Regions from separate parts of the Mus musculus genome. Here region 1 is linked to region 2. The links are chromatin contacts, called in public promoter capture Hi-C maps. All regions are on one chromosome and are shown on one strand. Each heading gives the region's core, a stretch centred on a gene start, on an enhancer-like site or on the middle of the called end of the contact. The rest is flanking DNA. Distances are from core to core; before and after follow the strand shown.

What was found. Promoter capture Hi-C pulls out the DNA fragments that hold promoters and counts their contacts.
Region 1: a contact with region 2 is called in a promoter capture Hi-C map of embryonic stem cells, with 2.4 times the contacts expected there. The contact joins the promoter of Riiad1 here to the promoter of Selenbp1 in region 2. A contact is called at or near these places in 10 of 39 promoter capture datasets (the C10 cell line, the HPC-7 cell line, cranial neural crest and 7 more) and 4 of 115 datasets of contacts at active chromatin or transcription factors (differentiating embryonic stem cells, embryonic basal ganglia, embryonic stem cells and 1 more).

Annotation. Positions count from the first base shown.
Region 1 is chr3:94,471,799-94,475,747 of GRCm38.p6, forward strand. It overlaps Riiad1 (regulatory subunit of type II PKA R-subunit (RIIa) domain containing 1), which reads right to left and starts at 1,793. Exons shown (of 7, transcript NM_025506.2): 1 at 1,698-1,793; 2 at 1,453-1,521; 3 at 1,024-1,124; 4 at 365-441. The coding sequence starts at 1,516.
Region 2 is chr3:94,931,829-94,935,919 of GRCm38.p6, forward strand. Selenbp1 (selenium binding protein 1) reads left to right here and starts at 1,255. Exons shown (of 12, transcript NM_009150.3): 1 at 1,255-1,334. The coding sequence starts at 1,331.

The DNA of each region.
Region 1 (3,949 bases), core at 543-3,042, 460 kb before region 2:
GAGTCTGGGTTTCACTGTGTAGCTCAGGCTGGCCTCAAACTGAAGGTTCTCCCTGTGTGGCTTTAAGAGTTTGTCTAGGGCTGGAGAGATGGCCCAGTGGTTAAGAACACCAACTGCTCTTCCGAAGGTCCTGAGTTCAAATCCTAGCAACCACATGGTGGCTCACAACCATCCATAATGAGATCTGACGCCCTCTTCTGGTGCGTCTGTAGACAGCTACAGTGTACTTAGATAATAAATAAATCTTAAAAAAAAAAAAGTTTGTCTAAAGAAAGAGGCACACATAGTAATCCATTCATCTATTCCCAGCCACCTTTGTAAAGTTCTTACTAGCTCCCCAATGCCAGCCTGTCAAGCCACCTACCTGAAGAAGCCGCTGATGAGCAGAGACACCTCTTTGTGGGTTCTCAAGTACTTTTCATTTGCGATCCGAGTCTGGATCTGGGGAGCAACAACCAGGAGTCAAGATCTAGTGAGACAGCTCCAGGATTCAACCCTCAAAGGACACGTTAAGTTGTGTGGGGTGCGGGGGAGTGAACATAAGCCAGGTCTTTTCCTAGAGTGCTTGAAAGCTGTCTTCGGATTTTCTCTTGAGGTAACCTCATTTCTTTTCTCTTCTGGAAGAAATTCATATTGCCTGGGCTGGGCTGGAACTTGCTGAAGTTGGCCTTGAACTCTAGATCCTCTTGCCGCTACCTAGGGCGTGCTAGTTAATGCAGGTGGGGATGAGGTGAAGGGGATTGAAACCCAGTGGTCTGTGCATGCGAGGCAAGCACTCTGCCAACTAAGCTACACCCACTGTCGCTTCTCTGGCCAGACCCCTATCTGGTTCGCCTTGCACTTTCAAGTGCCTGGAGGGTTGGGTTCACGGTCACTCCATCTAGTCCTCTGGCACTTAGCTGGGGGAACAGGCCCCGTGCCCCGTTCCCCTTTCTCGGGACCTTCCTCCCTGTTTAATGGACCTCAGACTTGAGGAGCTTCACTTTGATAGAAACGGGTTTTAGGCGACGCCGACTCACGCACCTTGAAATCTCGCAACTGCTCCAGTTGCTCCGGGTTCAGCGTTCCGGGATCCGGCCCCACTATCCCATGGCCTCTGGTCTCCATCAAGCACACTCGGTTGTCTAGGCGACAAGCCGCCCAGTAACAAAGACCCGCCCCGCTGCCCGCCCCGCCCCTTTATAAAACCAATCCTTTCCAGGCAAGGAAGGCCTAGTCGCACCGAGGGAAGCAAGGGCAATCTAGCTAAATCAACTTGGACTTGGAGACTTCAGGGGAGTACTTTTCTCAGACTTAAAGACTGAGCTGAATTGTATATGAAATGAGCCTTTCTTCTTGATCCCACTCGCCCGACCTCAAATCGTGCATTTTCTTAGCTAGAGGAAAACCACTGAAGAGGTTCCTAGCTCAGGGTCCCCCAGAACCCAGCTCCCAACTTGGGCAGGCACTGACTGTGCTTGCCGAAAGAAATCCAGGCTTCTTCTCTTCCCTCTGGCGCAGAAGCCGAGCATTCCATCTGTTCTGTAGACAGACAGTAGATATTGAAGTCCTGGATTCCTAAAATATGAAATCACCCCAGAGCATGGTGGGATCCAAGCTCTGTAATTCTCAAACTCAGACTGCGGGACCTGGGTGGTACTCGGGCGGAAGTTCCCTTCTTGGAATGACTTCCTCGGGTAGATTAATTTTCTCTTCACCTTAGGCTCCTCATAAATTGTAAATTATTTCTCTCACTTTCAACTGAATTTAAAAAGGAAAGGAAACTAATTGGCTGCAAGATTTGTTTTTCTAGTATCTATTTAGAAGGGTAAATGAAACATAAAACCACAGTTCTTAAAATAGTTGCCTGGAAAGGGCAGGAGCCTGTCTGTCAACACACACACACACACACACACACACACACACACACACACACACACACAAGCTTTCCCTGTTCAGAAATATGGTGCCCAGCAGAGACCTTCAGAGAGGCATCAGAGGAGTTTGGGATTCATGAACAATCCCCACCCCCAATCCTGCCCCATGCCCAAGCCAAGACACAGCATGAGAAAACAGCTAAATGATATGTCAAGGAGGGATCTCTCTGTGATCTGAAGGCCTCCACCAGAGCAGCAGAAACAGAAACAGCGTTAACAATCCCAAGCCCATAAGCAGGTGAATCAGACTGTGGCTATAAGCCTCTTCCTAGAGGCCCATATGGGTTAGCAATCGTTTGGATTGTTTATCTGTTTTTTTTTTAGGCGATCGAGTTAATAGTGAGGGAGATAAGCTGCCATCTGCCAGAAGCACTGTTTCACCAGCAAGAGCAGAGGTTACTAAAGGGTGATAGTTTCTGTTGGAGGGAGAGACTAAGATAAAATCCATATAGACTTGTAGCTAGTGTGTCTGGCACAGTCTCTCAGTTCCCAAATGCTTGAAATGCGGCTATGTTAGATATGCCAGACATTTAACATGCACTCTGGATCCTGAAGACTTAATGGAAGAAAATAATGCAAACTGTTTCAATAACTTTATATGCATTGCATGTTCAAATAGTGTTTTGAAAATAGTAGGTTAAATAAAATCTTTCTGTGCACATGTGTGTGTGTGTTGTGTTGTGCACATGTGCATGTGTGTGCTGTGCACATATGTAGAAACAAGAGGTCCTCACCCCGTGTTAGTCACGCACTATTTGACCTTACACTGAGCCTGGAGCTCAGTGACTGGCCAGGAAGGCCTGGGGTGCAGGAGTCCACAGATGTCCACATTCTCCGCTGCCCCAGCGAGGGAAGCACAGACTCAAGACAGCACCCAGCATTTTACGAGAGTGCTGACGCTTTTGACTCAGGACTTCCATCTCCCCAGTCCTTTAAGATGATCTCTAATCAAAATAAGGTCTCGCTGTAGCCCTGACTGGCCTAGAACTCACTGCACAGACCAAGCTGGCCTCGAACTCACAAGAGCTCTCTGCCTGTGTCTGTTTCCTAAGTGTGGGGATCAAAAGTGTGTGCCATCATTCAGCTCCATAAAATTATTTTTCAAAGTAACTTCACAAGCTAGACACAGACAGTGGGTTATATCTGTAACCTCAAGGACTTGGAAAGTGGAGGCTGGAAGACCAGAAGTTTATCTTGGGCTACATAGTGAGTTCCAGGCCAGCTTGGGATACAGGAGACCCTACTCCAAATAAACAAATACACAATTATTTAAAAGTCAGTAAACAAGTACACACCTTTATTCCTAGCACTCCTGAGGCAGAGGCAAAGAGGGTCTTCATGAGTTTGAAGCCAGTATGGTCTGTGTATCGAGTTCCAGGACAGCCAGGGCTACATAGTGAGATCATGTTTCAAAAAACAAACAGGCAGTAAACAAGCCAGCAAGATGGTCAATGGGTAAAACATCCCATAAACCTCAAGTCCCAAATTTGATCCCCGAACCCCAGTAAAGGAGGAAGGAATTAGAGGATCCACTCTTGAGAGTCCTTTGACCTTCACACACACACTGTGGCACACTCACCCCATACACAATAAAATCATAATAGTGAAGATAGAAGAAGAAGAAGAAGAAGAAGAAGAAGAAGAAGAAGAAGAAGAAGAAGAAGAAGAAGAAGAAGAAGAGGAGGAGGAGGAGGAAGAGGAGGAGGAGGAGGAAGAGGAGGAGGAGGAGGAATAGGAGGAGGAGGAGGAGGAAGAGGAAGAGGAAGAGGAAGAGGAAGAGGAAGAGGAAGAGGAAGAAGATAGCAATGTAAAATCAATAACCTGTTGGGGGCTTGTTGTCTTTCTATGTAGCCCTGGCTGTGGTGGAACTTGCTATGTAGACCAGGCTGGCCTGGAACAGAGATTGCCTGCCTCTACCTTCCAAGAGCTGGAATTAAAGGGATGTGCTACCATTCTTAACCCTATTTTTATATGTATAGGTGTCTTCCTGCATGTATATTTGGGTATCATGTATGTGTATTGCTGTGGAGGCC
Region 2 (4,091 bases), core at 5-2,504:
GGCTTAAAATGTGTCACGTGAGCTCCAGCCCTGCCACCAGAGGCCTTCTCTCTATCATAACTGTACCTAGAGCGATTTCTTCTGGTGGTTATCTTGAGCCCACGTTACCCATTTCCCTATTCAATGAGAACCTCACTTCAGAGCTTTTATCTAAGATGAAAGTAGTGTCTACCGACAGTTGGATTCCCTGAAGTGTGTGGACAGGAGCCTTCCCTGGGCAAGCACCTCACACTGAGGACAGTGGCAGCCCGGGCTCCATGGGAGAGAGTGTTACATAGTCCTCCTGCTGAGCCCTTCAAACCCACACTTTCCTAGGTGAAGGGCAGCCCTGCACGGGGTTAACAGGATCAGGCCTCAGCCTAGCTTTGAGGAGCCCTGTTAATGGGCCTCAGTGAGAGAGGATATGTCTAATCCTGTTGGGACTAGATGTCCCAGGATGGGGTGACCCAAGGTGGTGGGGAGGGAGTAACAGGGGGAGGGATTTATAAGGGCAGGACTGGGTGGAGAGGAGGGGGAGGGGGGCTTCAATCCCAATGCAAAGTGAATAAAAATAAATAAATTACTGAAAAAAAACAAAGAGTTCTTCAGCAAGCAATGGTTTACTGGTGTATATTACAGCCTTGGCTCTGTGGGCAGCTGCTGTGGAAAGGCCTGGGGGAGGGGTCTGGGTGATCAGAACTGTTTCTTGGAGCATGAATGTCTAGAAGAAGAGGACAATCTTCAGAGAAAGCTGGCTTTCGATGCAGCAGTGGGAACAAACAGGTCCCTGAAATGTCCATGGGCATGGCCAGACACATAAACGAGCATTTGAAGGCACAGGAACATGTGAATGCATACATATAAACACTCCTCTCACACGGTTCCTGCTCACATGGGCACACACAGGCATATACACGTCCAGGCAGAAGCACATACAAATTCACACCCGTGCATACACAAACATAAAGGCACATGCATAGGAACCCACAGGAGAAGGCTACACAGGCACACAAACTTGATACAGACCCAGGCATCCAAAAATGGCTCAGATGTTTTTTGCATGTGTATATACACGTACACATGTGCACAAGTGTGCGTGCGTGCACACACACCCTGTAATTTCAACAGCCAGGCCACTTGACAGCTTCCTGGCTAGCTGCCCTTTATAGTTTACCCTGGAAGGCAGCCAGGTCCCTCCCCTTGCTCCACCTCTCCCCCAATTGGTTGCATAAATTCCCTCCCTTTGCCCCTTGCCTGTGCAGTCCGCACTTAATACCAGCACTGGTCTCTGCTGAGCCTCTGCTCGTTCCTGGCAAATCCTGCAGGACCCGAGTGTCAGCCAGCCAGCAGCATGGGTAAGGAAAAGGGTCTCAAACCATGTGTAGGCTGCCCGTAGTTTGGAGGGTCCTCCTCCTTCCAGGAAATGACCCGGAACTGTGGGGAGGACAGTGACAAAAGAGTTGGACTCTTGTTCCTACCCTACAGGCATGCGCATAGCAGCTCAAGTGAAAGCTTCATGCACACTATTTTTCAGCCTGGCCTAAGTTCTAAGGAACAGAAAGGGACCACCAGAAATGGTGGTTTTGTGAATCCTACCCGACCTCGGTAGGGGCAGGGCAGGAGCGGTGCAGCTTGTCACCCTCGTAAATAGACGATTCTGGTTTTAGCACGGGGTCAATGGGTTGGGGGGCGGGTGTTACAAAAGAACAATCATCACAGCCTGGATCTCTCAAGCTGCTTCATATCACCAGTCAATGGGGGAAGTCAGGGGCAGCCACACTAGCGCACTGAGGGCCTGATTCTGCGCCCCTCCCAAGTCCCACAGCCCTCTTATCCTTTTGCCTGCGAGCTCCTGGGTATCAGTCTGAGAGTCTGGGTTTCAGAAGGAATGTTGAGGCCCTGCTCCCCTTATTGCTGGCTCTTCCCTGGGCTAGTAGAAAGACCAGTGGCCACCCTGAAAACCCACTTGAACTTTGCCTGGATTCTCCAAACTCAAAATGTCATAGACCTTGCTTAAAATGCTTAAGACTGGAGGATGCCACACAGAGAAAGATGGTACCCCAGGCAACCTAGCAGCCTGGACCAAGCCTTGGGTGGTGGGATAAACCTCCTCCACTTCTCTCCTCCTCCTCCTCCTCCTCCTCCTGCTCCTCCTCCTCCTCCTCCTCCTCCACTCCTCTCCTCCTCCCTCCACTCCTCTCCTCCTCCTCCTCCTCCTCCTCCACTTCTCTCCTCCTCCTCCTCCTCCTCCTCCTCCTCCTCCTCTTCCTCCTCCTCCTCCACTTCTCTCCTCCTCCTCCTCCTCCTCCTCCTCCTCCTCCTCCTCCTCCTCCTCCTCTTCTTCTTCTTCTTCTTCTTTGGTTTTTTTGAGACAGGGTTTCTCTGTATAGCCCTGGCTGTCCTGGAACTCACTTTGTAGACCAGGCTGGCATCAAACTCAGAAATCTGCCTGCCTCTGCCTCCCAAGTGCTGGGATTAAAGGCGTGTGCCACCACCGCCCGGCTTCTCTCCTCTTCTTAAAGATGTTTTTATTTTATGAACATTTCTGTATGTTCATGTGTAGCACATACGTATCTAGTGCCAACTGGGGCCAGAAGAAGGTGCCAGACAGTTCTGAGTTCCATGGGTGTGTTCTTCACCCCTGAGCCGTTTCTTGAGTCCTAGAACAGAATTTGTTGTTGTTGTTATTGTTGTTAGGGTTGTTTGTTTGTGGTTGGTTGGTTGGTTGGTTTCTGAGACAGGGTCTCACTATGTAGCTCTGGCTGATCTGGAACTCACTGTATGTAGATCAGGCTGACAGAGATCCTCTGGCCTCTGCCTCTTGAGTGCTGGGTTTCATGTGTTGCACCCCTTTAAGTCAGTGTGTGGTGGCTCATGCCTGTCACCTCAGTGCTAAGGAGACTGAGGCAGAAGGATCTTGGGGAGATCGGGCTCCCCAACACCTTCTCGATGTGGATCTCCCGGCTGCAGAACTACAGAAGAGGCTGCTCTGGCCTTGAGGCTTCCTTATCATTTCCTTACATGTTTACTTGATGTTGTCTGCATAGGTGTTTGGCTTGCACTTATGTGCACCATATATGTACCTCTATGTGTGTGAGGCCAGAGAGGGTGTTGGATCTCCTGGAGCTGAAGTTACAGTTCTTTTTTTTTCTTTTTTTTTTTTTTCCTTTCCTGGCTGTCCTGGAACTCACTTTGTAGATCAGGCTGTCCTCGAACTCAGAAATCCACCTGCCTCTGCCTCCCGAGTGCTGGGATTAAAGGCGTGCATCACCACACCCGGCTGGAGTTACAGTTCTTAACCACCATGTGGATGCTGTGAATCAAATCTGGGGTCTTCATAAGAGCAGTCATTGCTCTTTTTTTTTTTTTTTAAGATTTATTTATTCGGTTTATGTATATGAGTACACTGTAGCTGTCTTCAGACACACCAGAAGAGGGCATCAGGTCCCATTACAGATGGTTGTGAGCCACCATGTGGTTGCTGGGAATTGAACTCAGGACCTCTGGAAAAGCAGTCAGTGCTCTTAACCGCTGAGCCATCTCTCCAGCCCCAGTCATTGCTCTTAACCTGACCCATGTCTCTAACCTCTCTCCGGCCTGCTTGTGGACCTGGGTCAGGGCAGGGGGCAGAGCACAGGCCTGTGAGCTCCACTTCAGAATTTCTTTCAACCTACATGAGCCTGTTCAACCTCCCCAGTCTGGCCCACACTCAAAAAGCTGGAATCTTGGCAACTGTCTTGTCAGACTGTAGGGTCCGGAAGGGCCTCTCCCTACAGCTGTGGTCACTAGGAAAATAGAAAGAAGCCTAAGGACACACAGCTGGCATCAGTCTTGACCAAACACACACACTCCCTGGCTTTGGATTGATTGTGTAATCCTGAGTGTGACCAGCAACCCAGCTCAGGACCCCAGCTGGATGGAGGAAGTTTCTGGGTTCTGCTCTGGCTGAATTTGGTGGAAGATGCAGCCTTCCCATTCTCGAGGGCTGCTCCTCAGAACAGACCTCAGAAGGCTGCCTACTTGGTTTAGGTCTCACAGAGGCCCCTCCGGGATTTTGTTTTATCATGTTGAACCAAAAGCCTTTCAATGCTAGGCAAGTGCTCTATCACTGA